Regions from separate parts of the Mus musculus genome. Here region 2 is linked to region 1. The links are chromatin contacts, called in public promoter capture Hi-C maps. All regions are on one chromosome and are shown on one strand. The core of a region is the stretch at or near the end of the contact, and the rest is flanking DNA. Distances in the headings are between cores, read along the strand shown. Region 1 holds the start of Rai1 (retinoic acid induced 1). Region 2 has its middle 20 kb from the start of Atpaf2.

Region 1 (5,306 bases), core at 2,006-4,505:
AGACCCTGCTTAGACCCTGACATGGCTTTGAAAACACTAGGTCTTCACACAGTCTGCATTTGCTAGGCCTGGCATCCAGAGCCTGTCCCCAAAAGAACCGTGGTCTGAGGGCATCATCATTGCCAATGCACATGGCTCTTCCTCCCTGGAAACACACATACATACCACAGCCCAAGCAGCTGGTAGAAGCAGCAAAGGACAAGTATGTGCTGCCGTCGCCACAGAAGACAGCCATGGCAGCCGGGAAGACACAGCAGCTGGCCTTTCTCAGAATCACCGACCTAACCATCTATGGATACCTACAGCTAGAGTCAGCACTGGGGTTCTCATTGTACAGATGGAGACACTGAGGCCCAGAGTGGTAAACAACTCCGTCAGCAGATGGTGGAGCCAGGAGTCAATGCAGAGTCCTCCCTGAAGCACCTTACTCACTCCCCTCCCAGAGGGAAAGGAAACCAGGGCTGTAGAATTAGAGATCTGACTATGTTTTCACTTGGGGAAAAATAAAACTGTGTCTTTGTACATAGCCTCTTGCATACATTAAGTGAGCGATGGGAGGAGGATACGATGACTTTACAGTGGCCACCTGTGCTGAGGGTCTGTTACTCCACATGCTTTTAGGCTATTTGCATTTTTTTTTCAGTGAGAACCTCTCTATGTATTACTTGGGTAAGGAGAAAAGAGCAACTGTGGGGTCTCAATTACTATTTGTAGAGGGGATATATAGCAGAGCCATTTCCAAGGCCCTCTTCTTCAAATATGGTGTGACCTATCGGTGGTTGTGAAGACAGATATAATGGGCTACAACTAGTCATTTTTCCAATCAAATAAACGGGAAGAGAAAAAGCACACGCCGTAGATTTATTCACTAAACTTTTGTTTTTGCTATGTACTGTAGGTAGGAACAATACTGTGACCTAAAAACTACTTTGCACATGGCAGGAGGGGTGTGTGTGTGTGTGTGTGTGTGTGTGTGTGTGTGCATAGCAGGATTTCATCTTGGGTAGGGTTTTTTAAACCAATGGTCTAGATTTGGGGCCTAAAAGAAATACCACTCCCACACCCACCCTACCCCTGCTCCCAGAGGCCTCAGGGAGCAGTGGGAATAAAGACACTTCTGAAGCAGAAGGCCCCTCTGCAGAAGTCAGAGGGATGCCTGATTGTCAGGGAAGGTCACATTTTACCCCCTCCCAAGATGGCCTCTGAGGCCTCAATCGCCCCATACTCGCTCCTCTCCTCTCCGAGGAATTCTCGCTGAGAGCCTGGCCGGGCTTCTAGGGAGAGGCTGCCTTGTGACTAGAATGGCTGTATCTATGCCTTGTTCTTGGGCCCCACATACCCTCTGGGGTGTTGGGAGGAGGGGTGGGAAACTAGATTACTCTCCAGCTTCCAGATCCCAAGGGCCACGTCCCAGAGAAACCTCTGGAAACAGCTGTGTAGTCAGCCAGGAAGGGCCTCCACTCCACTGCCCCCAACCCAGGCCTGGCTGGAGCTGAGAGAAGTGTGGAGAATGGGGGAGGAGAAGGCGGATAGGATAGGAAGCAGAGCTCCCAGATCTGGGCTCCCATCGCGCTGGCGCCTCCACATCACAGCTTGCCTGGCCCCACTCTCCACCCGCCTCCCCTCCCAGGGCAGCAGACAACTAAAAAAAGATAAAATAAAAAGAAGTAATTCCCCTGCTCTGACGTCAGCTCGAGGTCTTAACAGCCCAGCAGCCGCATGAAACTAGATTGCAACCAGATGTAATGCCCTTGAATTCTCAACACAGCACTGCCGTTGGAAAAGGGGGTGGGAGGGGGCGCGGGGCCCCGCTCGAACCGCGACACAAGCGCTGCGGGAGTGCGTGCGGTGGGGCTGGGACGCGCCGGCCTGGGCTCGCCGTGCAGGCACGCAGCCTCACGTCCCCAGTCCTTCGGAGCGTAAGACGCTCGGGTTTAATCCATTCAGAGTCCTCAGGTCCTGGGTTCCCGGGACGCAGGCACAGCTCCTGGCTGCACTCCCGCCCTGCTGTGTGAATGAGCGACCGGGAGCCCCAAGAGGAGCTAGCTAGCTGGTCGCTGGGAAAAACGGGCGCCCCGGGAAACTGGGGCCGCCGCGACCTGGAGCCTGCCTTGTGTTTCGCTTCCCCTCTGCTCCTCCTTGAAGGCCTCCAGTTGTGACCAGAGCTCCAAATGTCACCTCCCAGCCCTGCCAAGCCCTCGCCCCTGCCGCGCTCGGCCCAGTATCCCCCCCCCACAGGTCTTCTTGCCTCCAAAAGGCGTGGGACTCGGCCTCGAAAGGGCCCACGGGCCTGGCCGCCGCGCCGCTTTCGGAAGGGCACCAAGCTCGCGTGTCCCGGGCTCCAGCCGGTGGCGTCACCCCAAAAGGCCCGTGCGCCCAGGGCCTGGCCACGAAGGGACTCCTGGGTCGCGGGGACCGTTTCCTGGTCAGTGCGGGGCCTGCGCACAGGCCCAGGCGGGGACACGCGGCGACCGCCGCGTCCTGTGTCACCACGAGCGGCCCTCGCAGTCCGGACACCCGGGAGCAGGCTACACCCCGAGCCTCCGGCTCCCCGTCCCCACCCAGAACGCACTCACAAAGCTCCCTCGGGCCCTCGCTGCACCGCCCCACGTCCCCGCCCCACACTCGGTGACACTGGGCCTCAGGTCCCAGCACCGGCGCCCGGCGGGCCACCGACTCTCCAGAATCCCCTCATGCAGCTCCTACACGGCCACCAGCGGCCTCACGCCGGCGCCACACAAAGCCAGGCCGCGCGACCCCGCGTCCGCGCCCCACGCGCGCTCGGCCCCCGCCCGGACCCCTGCCCGCTGGGTCCCCACGCCTCGCGCCGCCCCCGCCCAGGTCCTTGTCCCCGCGCCGGGCTCCCCGCTCACCTCGGAGCCCGCGGTCACTCCGGGGCCCGGCGTCCGGCGCTGCGACTTCGCGGCCCGGAGGCCCGCGCGCCCATGGGTGTCCGGCACGACGGCCGCCCGGGCGGGAAAGAGGGTGGGCCGCGGGGCCCCTTCCTCGGACCTCGACAAGGCAGCCAGCTACCCTGGCCACCGCCGCCACCACCGCCACCACCGCCTGGCTCTGCAAGCGGCCTGTCCGAGCCCAGGCGCGAGCGGGGGTGGCACCGGGGCGCCGGGAGCCGGCGGCGCGCGTAGCGGGCCCTGACCGCGCACCCTGCCGGGCCTGCCTGATGCCCGCGGGAGCCCGAGAGAAATGCGATCCCCTCCACACAGGAAGAGCGGCGGGCGGGCGGGCGACGTGCGGGGGGAGCAGGAGAGCGAGAGCGCGAGGAAAAAAGTTCCCGGGCGGCCAGGCAGCTCTCGCTCGTGGCCTCGGGTGCCAGGTGGGCCGTTCGCGCCCCGACAGCGCCCCCTGGCGCCCGCGCGCCCCACTGCACGCCCCATGTCTGTCTGGGGGCAGGGGCTTGGCAGAGGGCCTGAAGGTGCAGCCCGGCGAGAAAGGCCTGGGGACAGCCACAGGACATGGTCTGCTCATCACTCGCTGAGGATTTTGGACTTAGACTTGGGCCAGGCCTCTCCCCGTCCCCCGCTCATTCCACCACCATGTGGCCCTCACCTGTGACTGTTTCTTTGGTTGGAGAATCCGTTTCAAATTTCCTCAAGTTAGATGTAAAAAATGTAGTCACGGCACATGTGGCACCTTGTTGGGTACCGAAGCAGTGCGGTTCCTGCCTGTCAAGGAGCTGGCATTGTGTAGGGGAGACTCAGACAGCCAACAATGATCAGGTCCATAACGAAGATAATTTTAGAGCGAAATAAGTGCTAGGAAGAAAATCAGCAGGTGCAGTGATGGATTTAGCTGCGAGTGAGAGAAGGCCTGTCTGAACAAATCGCTGAAGAGCAGGAAGGAGCCTGCACCAGCAGCGCATGGAAGAGCATTCTTTGAGAGGAAAAGACAAGTGTGGGTGCCCCGAGGCAGGAGTGCTCTTGATGAATAAGCACAAGTGTAAGGAGGCCATACATACCCAATGGGATAAGAAGTGGGCATGTTAGCCAGGCAGTGGTGGCACACGCCTTTAATCCCAGCACTTGGGAGGCAGAGGCAGGCGGATGTCTGAGTTCCAGGCCAGCCTGGTCTACAGAGTGAGTTCCAGGACAGCCAGGGCTACACTGAGAAACCCTGTCTCGGAAAACCAAAAAAAAAAAAAAAAAGCATGCTGAATTTTAATCCAAGGTCAGGGCCTGTAGGACTACAAAGAGCCTAAAGGCAGCCTCCTTAGTGCTGTGGGAAGTAAGCCACCAACAGATTTTAAGTAAAAGAATTTTGAATGGATTTGTAAATGAACCGATTAACTTATAGACAGCCCCATGAGCCGTGGCTACCCCAAGGCTTCTGCTCCCCTCCTCAGGGTGGCATGAGTTACCTGCTTCGTCGAAGTCTGAGCCATTCATCAGGTCAAAGCACCCAAGTCCCCAGGTGACTTGACACAAGTGAGTCAGTCACCCTTTCAGTCCTGTTTCTTCATCAGGAGTGTGAGCGTTGTGCTAAGTTCAGCACCTTTGTCTTCTTGTAACAGACACTTCACCCCTTCTGCCTCATCCTATACATCCTGACTGCTTCTCTCCTAGCCCACCACATCTATGAAGGTCCTTCACTTATACTGACAAAGCCGAGACCCACCCTAGGTCCTCCTTACTGCCTGGCGGGAAACACAAATTATAAGCGGAGAGGAGGGCAAGTGGGCACTGTGTTGTTTCAGGCCTGCTTTCAACTGTGACTCCAGACCTGGTTTCTGAGCATGGCATCTTTATTCCCATAAGCCAAGCACAGTGAATGGTCTTTCCAGACACACTAGGCATATCACACACACTCTCTCTCCTCCTCCTCCTCTTCCTCTTCCTCCTCCTCTTCCTCTTCTCCTCTTCCTCTTCTTCCTCCTCCCCCTCCTCCTCTTCCTCCTCCTCCTCTTCCTTCTTCTTCTTCTTCTTCTTCTTCTTCTTCTTCTTCTTCTCTCTCTCTCTCTCTCTCTCTCACTCTCACTTTCTCTCTCCCCCCCCACCTCCTTTCCTGGTTGCTGGGCACCTTGGTAACTGCAAGAAGCTGGAAAAGGCAAACAAAAAACAAACAAACAAAAAACCAACAGCAACAAAGCTGCTTCAGCTGTCTGGCTCCTACTTCCTCCCTTGGTCTTCCCTCCTCTCCTGAGAATACAGGACTGTACTCCAGTCCCTTGATAATCTAGAACAAACTCTTCATCTCAACAAGCCCTTTTGTTTAAACACATCTAGGACGGCCACGCCCCCTTTGCTGTATATGAAGATATCCCTAGGCTTCAGGGATTGGAAGTTGGAGAC
Region 2 (5,306 bases), core at 1,283-3,782, 290 kb before region 1:
AGTAGTAGACTCCTTGGAAAGTCACGTTACTTGGTGCCCCAAGTATATGTAGACATGACAGAACCAAACATGAGCCTAAGAGGGGCATCTGCAGCTGAGACTGAGCCACCTGAGGTGGAGATCAGTCCTATGTGGCAGACATCCCCTATTGGTTTACAGTAGTATATTGGTATATAGTGGTCGTCGTGTGGCCCCTGCCAAGGGTAATAAGACCTACAGCTAAAGCGGAGACAGCCAAAGGTAGAGGCTCCTTGTATGTGTGGAGGACAGGGGATTACAGATGGCTATTGTCTTGTACATAATAAAGAGTGGCATGCCTCTTCCATGGATGGGGTCTGAGAGTACAGGAGATAGCCCCAAATGACTGATGGACTCATTGCAATCGCTGAACATGGTACCTATGTGAATTATTCCTAAACAGGCTGTGATAAGAGTTATGTGTGTTTTACTGTGAGACACGCAACTGAGCCTGAGTTGACTGCCCCAAAAAGTACTAGTGCCTGTATAAGGAAGAAGTCACAGTGGGAAAGTATGTCAGCCTTAGGACAGGTAGAGAAGGGAATGAAGCAGAAGTGATAGACAGTACCTTCAGATCAAATCAACACAGAGGAAGGAAAACCATGATTTAACATGATGGCCCCAATGGTCTAGCACAGGAAACTATTGTAATCAGGGAATACTCTTGACGTTTTTTCTTTTCCAGTATTTCTAGAAGGGTGATTATTAGTAAAGCAACAGTGACAGCAGCGCGGGACCAGACTCTGGGACACTATGCAAGATTAAGGACTTTGGAACTTACATACATGTACCAAATGTTTAATTAGATTTAAACTGAAATAATGAACTAATGAAAGATGAAAGGCATCAATAGCAAAAGTAAAACTTAATGGAAATAGTTAATAGTGCAGAGATGTCAAAAACAGAACACCAAGAGCATTTCAGGAGCAATACTAGTCAGAAAAAGATACTTCTGGAAGTAAATATTAACAGTGATTACTAACAACATAACAAGGAATTTAAATTTTTCTCAAAAATGGTTAAGTTTTGTGCTTTATGGCTGCTGCTGCTCCTCCTCTTCCTCCTTCATCTTCCTCCTCCTATTTCCTCCTCTTCCTCCTCCTTCTCCTTTTAGATAGTGTCTTACTGTATAGCCCAGATATAGAGCTATGTAGCTGGAATGATGTAGCTGAGTCTGGCCGTAAACTTGGAGTTGTCCTGCCTCAACTTCCTGAGTGTTAGGATTACAGGTGTGCATCACGATACCTGTCTCTGAGCTACTTGAATTGGGGGGAAATTTTAATTTTGTTGTTTTATGTGTATGTCTATTTTGTATGTATGTATGTGCACCATGTACTGGCCAGAAGAGGTCATTGGATTCCCTGGAAATGGAATTAGAAATGGTTGCGAGCTGCCATATTAGTGTTGAGAATCGAACCATGGTCCTTTAAAGTAGCAAGTGCTTTTAACTACTGAGCCCTCTTGTCAGTTCTTCAAAAAGAAAAACTGGTTTGCTTTGGTTTGTGGTTTTTGTTTTGTTTTTCAAGACAGTGTTTCTCTGTGTAGCTCTGGCTGCCTTGGAACTCACTCTGTTGACCAGGCTGGCCTCTAACTCAGGGATCTGAATGCTGAGATCCTGGTGAGGGAATTTTTCTTTTTCTTAATTAAATCATTTGAAATGGTAAAATCCAGCTAATTCAGCTTTTTGAGGTAGGAAGGTCCACCTTTAACCTGGGCCACTCCTCCTGCGAGTAGCCTATATAAAGGATGGGACAGAAGGAGTCTTGTTCTCTGCCTGGTTGCTCTCATAGCAAGTTCATTCCTTCACTGGCATTACAGCCTACTTCTTCAGGATTCCAGCATATACTGAAGACCAGTTGGATCATCCAGCCTTGTGGACTGAACAACTACTGGATTCTTGGACCTTCTGATGGTAGAGAGCCATTGTGAGATAAGCTGGACTACAGCCTGTAAACCACTCTAATACCTGCTCATCCCCCTACTCAAGCATTCCTCTAGAGAGCCCTGACTGATACAGCAAGACTCCCGTAGAGGTGGAACTTTAAGTCAAAACTGCCAAGTCTGAGCTCATGAGGCTCTAGAAGACATTAAAGCTTGAGCAACAGCTCTCAGAAGACAGCTGGGCAGCACAGGCAAAGATTGAGCCTGTCTCCCCTATCCTATCCCCAAAGTAAGCTGCGTACATTTCTTTCTTACAAGAACATATATTGGGTATGGAGATGTTTGCCCTGCCCTTGAGTAGCCAGGTATGGCTAAGGAGAGGTAGACGCCACCAGGGTGCTGGCTAAAAGTGTGATAGACCTGGGAAGCCAGATGGAGAGGCTGGTATAACAGATGAGCATGGCCCTGCTCCCCTTGGTCCTTTGAGTTCACTGTTTTGGAGAGAGGTGTGTTGGGCCCAGGATGAGGAGACATGAAGGCTTATGGATGGCAGAGAGCTAAATACCACAGTGCCTCCCACAGCACCACTGTGGGACCCTTTCATGCTGTTTTGGACCAGCTAAGTTTTTAGTATCCTTAGCTGCTGACTCCCTCGTCCAGTTGGCACTGGTTCGGAACAGATGGTGGTGGGCCTTCAGAGAACCTGCCCACTCTATAAAAAGGATCTACCACATAATGTTAATTTCTGAGATGTTTACAGATTTAGAAATGTATCTGAAGGACATGCAAATGTACTTAAGAGGCACACACATGGGAAATCAGCCCATGCAGGGGTCAGGGGACATCTGTGAACAGTGTGGAGAATTTTGTACTTAGGTAAGGCACAAGTGCCACCAAGTGTAGTGGCTGAGAACTTCCTACAACAGCCTGTGTCTATATAGAAAAAAACAAAACAGGAGCAACACCAGACATGATGCTGCACGCCCTTTAATCCCAGCACTTGGGAGGCAGAGGCAACATCTCTGAGTTTGAAGCCAGCCTGGTCTACAGAGTTAGTTCCAGGTCAGCCAGGGCTAATACATAGTGAGACCCTGTCTCAAACAAACAAAACCCCCAAATACAAGAGTGTCAACTCAGAAGGCACCTTTGTGAGTAAGAGAAGGCACAGCCAGAAGACATAAGGTTGTTGAATAAGAATTCCAGGGCCGGGGTGGGCTACCTCCCCGAGTTGTTTGTGGGGGAGGTTTCTTAGGCACACACACAGTATACACAGTTCCCACTGCTGTTGGCGGCATGCCAGAACTGGAAGCTCCTTCCCGACTGGCTCATGCTGGCTGGAGCACTGAGCAGGCTGCAAGGGGAGAATTCTCATCAAGGGTCCTGCTCAGCTGTGGGCCTCATGTCTTAGGCTGTCAGCATGACATCCATGCAAGATCCCCACAGGTGCAATAGTGGCAGGATACACGGGTACAAAAAACTACGTTCCATTTGGATTGAAGACCCACTCCACAGTGGGGACTGTCTTAGTCAGGGTTTCTATTCCTGCACAAACATCATGACCAAGACGCAAGTTGGGGAGGAAAGGGTTTATTCGGCTTACACTTCCACATTGCTGTTCATCACCAAGGAAGTCAGGACTGGAACTCAAGCAGGTCAGAAAGCAGGAGCTGATGCAGAGGCCATGGAGGGATGTTCTTTACTGGCTTGCTTCACCTGGCTTGCTCACCCTGCTCTCTTATAGAACCAAGACTACCAGCCCAGAGATGATCCCACCCACAAGGGGCCTTTCCCCCTTGATCACTAATTGAGAAAATGCCTTACAGTTGGATCTCATGGAGGCATTTCCTCAACTGAAGCTCCTTTCTCTGTGAACTCCAGCTGTGTCAAGTTGACACAAAACTAGCCAGTACAGGGACCCATGCCAGGACAAAATCTGTGTTAAAGGAGGGCATAGGTTTTAGTGGAGAAGCTATTGTTTTCTTGTTAAATGTATATTATTTGACTAACAAAATATGTACACTCCCTCTGGGTCTTTCATTCTTGCTCTTTCTCTCTACCCTACCTGTGTCTCCAGTCCTTTTTTATTTTTATTTATTTATTTAGACGGTATTTCTAACCCAGGCTTGTCTTAAATTCACTATATGACTGAAGATTAATGATATGACCTTGAACTTCTGATCTTCCTGGGATTACAGGTATGTGCCTGCCTTAGGGTTTTACCGTTGTGAGCAGACACCATGACCAAGACCAGTCTTATAAAGACAACATTTAGCTGGGGCTGGCTTACAGGTTCAGAGGTTCAGTCCACTGTCATCAAGGAAGGAGCATGGCAGCGTTCAGGCAAGCATTATGCAGGAAGAGTCAAGAGTTCTACACCTTATTCCGAAGACAAACAGAAGAAGACTGGCTTCCAGGCAGCTAGGAAGAAGGTCTGAAAGCCCATGCCCACAGTTACACACCTACTCCAAGGCCATACCACCAAGTGGTACCACTCCTTGAGCCAAACATATTCAGATCACTACAGTGCCCCAGTCTGGTTTTCAAATTGGTTTCTAATATTTGTGCTTATGCCCAGAGGTTTTTGCTGTGATTGGCGTTAGTCAGCAATGCTTCTTTTTGTATTAAAGTGGTGGCTACTGTAGAGACACACCTGCCTAAACTACTGAGAACAAGTAAATATTGAGGCGTAGCAGCCAGTGCTCAGTCCTAAATGGATGAAAATAACTATGCATCTCTAGCAGTCAGCCTCACCAAAGTGCAGGGAGCACTGTAGAAGAGGCAGACGACAGAGCAGAGAATGTGGAACTCTTGTCCTCTAGGCATGGCATAGCCATTGCCATCTGGGAATCAGCAGCTATGATCATCTGCAAGAGTCCCTCACACGTCTGGCCCAACAACAATTCCCTCATGGGAAGAGACAAGAGCCATTAAGGCTGCTGTCCTCCCCAGGGGTGTACATAAGTAGTTACCAGTTGCTAGAGGGAAGGCAAGATTCTGCCAGCAGATTGCTCACATTCTGTAAGTAGTCCTAATTAAGCCCATTGGCCATCATGCTAGACTTGGATGGAAGTATTTCTCTGGTCTGTTGTCCTACCCGAGGAAGGTAGAAATAGACTCCCCAGGAGAAGTCACCCAGTATCCCTAAAAGCCTGTGTGTCAAAGGCCAATGCCCCTGGGTCTTGCTATTGGGTGGCAGAGCCTCATGGAAGATCTTTGGGTCATTGTGGATGTGCTATCAAAGGAGATTCTGAGACACACACACACACACACCCCAATCCTTCCTCTTCATCTCACTTCTTGGCTGTGAAGTGGATCATTTTGCTCTGTGTGCGCCTGCCATGATGGTACCAACTGATCATGGACTGGACCCTATGCAACTAAGATCAAGAATAAACTCTATAAGGTGA

Evidence for each region. Promoter capture Hi-C pulls out the DNA fragments that hold promoters and counts their contacts.
Region 2: a promoter capture Hi-C map of hippocampal neurons shows a contact between it and region 1, with 4 times the contacts expected there. The contact joins the enhancer-like site here to the promoter of Rai1 in region 1. A contact is called at or near these places in 8 of 39 promoter capture datasets (embryonic stem cells, frontonasal cranial neural crest, hippocampal neurons and 3 more), 28 of 484 Hi-C or Micro-C datasets (the AML12 cell line, the BV-2 cell line, CD8 central memory T cells and 19 more), 16 of 115 datasets of contacts at active chromatin or transcription factors (the SCID.adh cell line, T-cell acute lymphoblastic leukemia, bone marrow-derived dendritic cells and 12 more) and 2 of 9 other capture datasets (liver and macrophages).

What each region holds. Positions count from the first base shown.
Region 1 is chr11:60,102,962-60,108,267 of GRCm38.p6, reverse strand. It overlaps Rai1 (retinoic acid induced 1), which reads right to left and starts at 3,255. Exons shown (of 6, transcript NM_009021.2): 1 at 2,874-3,255.
Region 2 is chr11:60,394,642-60,399,947 of GRCm38.p6, reverse strand. No RefSeq gene overlaps it. Among named protein-coding and RNA genes, the nearest start is that of Atpaf2, 20 kb to the left of the region's middle. Within about 2 kb of position 2,532, at least 7 of the 459 cell types and tissues checked have an H3K27ac peak or open chromatin away from gene starts, as enhancers often do. A contact at or near this core is called in cortical neurons, forebrain and hippocampal neurons, where this site is marked.